Linked DNA regions of Danio rerio: region 1 is linked to region 2. Evidence: chromatin contacts called from public Hi-C data. All regions are on one chromosome and are shown on one strand. Each heading gives the region's core, a stretch centred on a gene start, on an enhancer-like site or on the middle of the called end of the contact. The rest is flanking DNA. Distances are from core to core; before and after follow the strand shown.

Region 1 (2,819 bases), core at 199-2,698, 90 kb before region 2:
AACAAATATCAAGCACAAAGAAAGGGGAGAGTTGCGCGTACAAACACTAGTAAAACACTAATAATAAAAAGCACGCATATTATATGCAGAAAAGATTTGTAGTATAGGCTCAGTTAAGTTGTAACAAAATACTATTAATTACTTCTGTGCATTTTTAATCAAAAGAAAAAAACTAAACGTCTAAATTTATTTTATAAGTAATTCTTTAAATGAAGAGATGCATTAAGCATAATTGTGCGACTGTTAGTCGCTGTGTCAAATGCAGGCTCTTTTTGTTTGAACTAAAACACGTATTAAAGATTGTAATGTTAAACGAGGAACTGCTGATTCACATTATAACCCATCTATCATTTAATATCTGTCAACATAATCGCAAACTGTAACTCCAGATGTGTTTCGGGAAAATAAGTTAGATTTAAAAAGTCTTACAACCTGTGCTGTCACCTCTGTAAAGTGGTGAACATGTCAGACAGCAATTTTTACTCATGTAGCTCATTTCCAATTGCTCAAACGTATGGTGCTACAACTCGCTCCTCTTTGGCCCATGCCTAAGGCAAAAACATATTTTTTTAGGAACCTTGAGATGAAGCCTGGCCGGTACAAACTTTTCTCAAGGCATGTTCTGAATCAGCCGAAAGCTCAAGGCAACAGAAACAAACAGCACTTCCAAACAATACAACTGTGAGAGGCTTGATAGTAACTAGCTTACTTGTTAGCAGATGTCGATCTATCCGTCTCCAAAAAAGTTCCAGAGCTGAAGTCCTGACAGCTGAACCTGGTCTTCTGGCTCTGCGTGATGTTCTTTTGAAGCGCATACAAAGTAGGAGTAACTTCAGAAAATATTAGACAATTCCACCTCCGAACAATTTAACTTGGCACTAGAGTTTCCAGTGTTTCATTCACTTAGAAAACCAAAGACATACTCCAAAACAGTCCGGCGCTGTCCATAGTGAGAATAAAAAAGGCTCCGCGAAAGTCACTCGGTGAAAACGGTTGAAAGTTTTGATAAACGTACCGCGCTTCAGTGTATGACGGCGTCACGCAACAGGTGTCAATTAAACTTTCGATAAGTTTGACAAGAGCGCAAACAAACGCGCTGCGCGTGGGGAGCGCAACCGGAGCGACTAAAGCCTTTTGCTGCTTATTAGAGAAATTAGTAGACAAAAGCAGTCTGGAGTCAATCAGTCCACCTCATGCATTCACAACTTTCAGAAGTTCAGCATTAAATCCTTCGTTTTGCGCAGGATACCTGGAAATGTTTTCAAACTTCCCCCCTCTTTTCTGTCCAGAGGCTGCTCGGGCTCTTAACCTAAAACCCCGGTGCTTACAGAAAGAAAGCACTAAAAGCAGACGTCGAAGAAACTCCAGCGACTGCTTCAGTCCGCAGGCAGGGGGGTGAGAGACTGAGTTTTGACTAGTTTGTGCATTGCCTACTCATGGGCCTGCCCTCCCCATCTCTCCAGCTTCCAAACAGGGGAGGGAGAGAAACCACAGTCCTCCAACAGCGCGTTCCCATTTGACGAACACTTGGACTAGTGTCCCGACCGCTGCTCCTATTAGTCAGCCAATAAAGTTGTAGTAATTAGTTTTTATAAGAGAGATGATCTTTATTGTGGCAGAGGCCTGGGTATACTTTGGAAACTCAATCAAAACTTGTCAAGAGTTTTGAAAGATTGATTCACTTTATTCAAAACACACGCATGGGTAGATATCATCTATCTCAGTAAAGGTCAAGAGTGTGGAATAATTCAGACTTTTTTTTTACTATGGTTTGCATGAGTTTCTGATCTGCATTTATTTGATAAAATACTGTAATAGTTTCTCTAATGTCACTACTGAATTTTCAGCAACTGATTTTTTTTAATGATGATTTCTTTGGTGATTCCTCTATTTTTTAGGTTAAGTTGTAGTAAACAATTTATTCAGGCTGAATTTAAACAAACAGATTGGGTTAAACATTGCCAATTTTAAATTGTCAATGTCACCACATACAAATTGTTTGCAACAATTTTGCAGACATATTTTTTTTCTGGTGTAAAACGTCATTGTCAAAATCATCTTTCAGAAACCATTCCCATATCCTGATTTAAAAAGAGATAGATAGATAGATAGATAGATAGATAGATAGATAGATAGATAGATAGATAGATAGATAGATAGATAGATAGATAGATAGATAGATAGATAGATAGATAGATAGATAGATTTACTTTGATGCATTGGAAACTAAATCTTTACTCTTTTTAAGGCTTTTCCAAGAAAGTTTATGTGCTATTCACTCAAAAAAATACCTTTGCTGCTTGTTGAAACTACTTATTTAATATTGAATAGAGTTAAACAACACAATTCTTAAGTTTTTTGGGGGACAACTTAACTTTTTTATGTTCAATCCACTTAAATTTGTACAACAATTAAATTAACTTAATCGATTTGTGTTGGGACAACATGAAGGAATTGTGTGGATCTCAGCATTTTTGAGTGTTGTTTACTTCACCAAACAGAAGACAAACTGATAGAAAATTATGATTTTATTTAGTTAAGATTTCATAAATTACTGATAAAAGATTTTGAAAAATTTATATAATTTAAATATTGTTCTGTTAAGTGAAGTCTGTTATTATTATTATTTCTATTATTATCATTATCATCCTTATTATTTGCAGCAATTACTCGATTTCCCACCAGAAAAAAGTACTTTAAAAAGTAGATAAGCAACCCAGGCTCATTCCAATTACATGCCCCATATATACATTTCTGAAGAGAGCAAAATACATCCCAGGAGCCAAGTTTATTTGTAGTTTTTGTATTAGAAAATCTGA
Region 2 (3,125 bases), core at 24-2,523:
TTTGTTATTAGTGCATTAAAAATAAAATAACACTAATAAAATTATAAAAAATATAGCATTTTTATTTTATTACACACACACTGTATGGGATAGATCAATTATTCTTAATAAACAAATTTTGCCTTTTTTGTTAATTAAATAATGCATTTTAAATGTAACACTTTCTCAATAATTAGATGCATTACTGTATGTATACTTCGTACATATTTAATTTGCACATTTTTATTCATCTGGTCCAAAATTCTCTGCAGAAAAAGCAAAAAATGTCTGCAGATTCTGTCTGACGCTACTAATAGGACATTTAATAGTATAAATAATTGGACTTTTTAAACATCAAGTTATAAAATCTAAATAACCATAAGAATGCTAAGTATTATGAAGTGTGTATGGCTATTTGCATAATTATGGTATTATATAATCAGCGGCATAAAAGGATCTCAAAATGACAATAATATTGTTATCACAACAATTTCTGTGACAATATATCGTGCAACAAGAGTCTGTATCGTGACAGGCCTAATACTATTAATACTATTAACTAATACTATTAATGCAGCCTTGGATGGATGTAAAACATTTAATTTAATCACCCAATCCTGACTATTTGAAAAAACCACGCCAAAAATTATTTTTAATATTAAATACAGCCCATATAAGTGGTTTACAACCACTTAAAGCCATTTAAAAATTATTAAATCCAATGTATAACTGTATCAGTGTGCTTACATCAGACTATTTTAGCCAACAACTCCAATCATCTCCAGTCAAGGTTTACATATGTATGCAAGTCACAGAACAGCAGACATTGTAGACTCAAGCAAATATGGACCAATCATTTGTGATAAGATGCTAACTAAGTAGCTTAGTAGACATCCTACTATTTGCAGACAGCAAGCCAGAGCTTACTATCCTGCAGTAAAGAAAAAAGACAATGGCTCTTATCAGAAGCACAATGGGCCTCCACAGATTTGTTGTCAGACAGATAGAGGAGAGTCCATATTGATCACTAAGAGGTCAAGTGGCCAATCACCTCCTCCAATCAGAGAAAAGGGAAGGGTCCCATCAATCAACGCATCTCCACACCGCCCTCAACACTCAATTTCCTCTCTCTGTGCTCTGCATTCCTTCAAGCTTTCTTCTCAGGAGTCTTCGAGCAGGCCTAAAAATACGCCACATCCTTCTGTTCTCTATCGGTTGTGTGTGTGTGTCCATGGGCGTGTTCGCCAGTGTAGAGATAATGAATAGCTGAGGGGGTGGGAGATTTATGGCAGCTTGTGATGGGGACGAAATGTGCCGGTTAAGCCACCGGAGCGAGGGAACACCGCACAGTACGCCAGGAATGGCCGGGGTGGTGGGTCCTAAACATGACTTATCACTGCCATTCCTACCGTATGACGACAGTACGACGTAAATGATGGCAATATGAGGGAGGAATGTTAAACGAATGCAGATCTGAGGTCGGGCTACTTTCAGCGCTTGAAATTGTTTAATGGTTGTCTTAGCCGTGACCACTCTGGAAGAGAGATAAGCTTCTTGGAAACACAAAGGGGAGAAATGTGAAGTGCAAAATACTGCGAGGACAGATGGATGAATGGGTGGAAGATTATTATTTTAAAATGTCTTGATATTTTACCTCATATTTTGTTTTTACCTCAAAGCAAAACTTGAACTGATTTGATACAGCATGGCTAGGTTTCGGATGAAAGATGGATGGGTGGATGGAGGGGTGTTGGGATTGATGGATGGATGGAAAGAGAGGTAAGTGAAGGAGAGATGCTATCTACACATGCGTGGAAAACTAGTGGATCTAATGGATTGATGATGGACAGAGACTGATGGATGGATGGAAAGAACTATAAATGTATAATAATAAAGAGATGAGTGGAAAGATGGAAAGAACCGAATTGTTGATAAACAAATCAACTATAGTATGGATGGAACTATAAATTGATGGAAAGGACTATGGATTTATGGATGAAAAAGACTATGGATGGATTGAAAGGACTATGGGTGGATGTATGGAAAGAATGATAGATGGATGGTTGGATAGATGAAAGGATAGGATAACGGATTGATGAAAAGGACAATGGATGAATGGATGGATGGATGACTGAATGGATGGTAAGGATGATGGATGGATGAATGAATGAATGGATGGTAAGGATGATGAATAGATGGATGGATGAATGGATGGTAAGGATGATGGACGGATGGATGAATGAATGAATGGATGGTAAGGATGATGAATGGATGGATGGATGAATGGATGGTAAGGATGATGGATGGATGGATGGATGGATGGATGGATGGAAAGGACTATAGTGGATGGATGAATGGATGGATGATGGATAGATTGATAATGGATGGATGGATGGATGGACGGACAGATGGATGGATGGAAAGGACAATTTATGGATGGATGAATGGAAAGGATAATGGATGGACAGATGGATAGATGGATGGATGGATGGATGGATGGGTGTTGGGATTGACTAATGGAAAGTCTACAAATAGATGAAAAGACAAAGATGGATGGACTGAAAGATAAGAAAAATAGATGATTGGACAGATGATGAACAGAGATGGATGGATGGAAAGAACTATGAATGGATGAAAAAAAGATGGATGGAAAGAGCTTTGAATGTATAATAAAGACATAGATGGGTGGATAAATGGATGGATGGATGGATGGAAAGAACTGAATTGTTGATAAAGAAATGGACAGATCGATGGAAAGAACTATGAATGGATGGATGAATGAAAAGAACTATGGATGGATGGAAAAAAAATATGGATGGATGGATGGATGATGGAAATAACTAAGGATGGATGAGTGGATGAATGAAAAGAACTATGGATGGCTGGATGGATGGATGGATGGAAATAACTATGGATAGAAAGAACTATGGATGGATTAATAGATGGATGGAAAGAATGATGGATGGATAGATGGATGGATGGAAAGAATCACGAACCAATGTTAAAGGGATGGATGGACAAATGAATAGATGGAAAGAAAGTACTATGAATGGATGACAGTGATGAACAGATGAATAGAAAGCGTTGACAGAAATGGATGATGGCAAGATGTGTGAAAGGATGAATGACAAAATACTGTATAAGAA

The links. A called contact is a pair of places that touch in the nucleus more often than the background predicts.
Region 1: a Hi-C map of embryo shows a contact between it and region 2, with 2.0 times the contacts expected there. The contact joins the promoter of wnt5b here to the enhancer-like site in region 2. A contact is called at or near these places in 2 of 18 Hi-C or Micro-C datasets (caudal fin and embryo).

The regions. Positions count from the first base shown.
Region 1 is chr4:9,029,938-9,032,756 of GRCz12tu, reverse strand. It overlaps wnt5b (wingless-type MMTV integration site family, member 5b), which reads right to left and starts at 1,448. Exons shown (of 7, transcript NM_130937.2): 1 at 710-1,448.
Region 2 is chr4:8,939,164-8,942,288 of GRCz12tu, reverse strand. All of the region lies in intron 16 of erc1b (ELKS/RAB6-interacting/CAST family member 1b), which reads right to left. Among named protein-coding and RNA genes, the nearest start is that of wnt5b, 91 kb to the left of the region's middle. Within about 2 kb of position 1,273, at least 13 of the 62 cell types and tissues checked have an H3K27ac peak or open chromatin away from gene starts, as enhancers often do.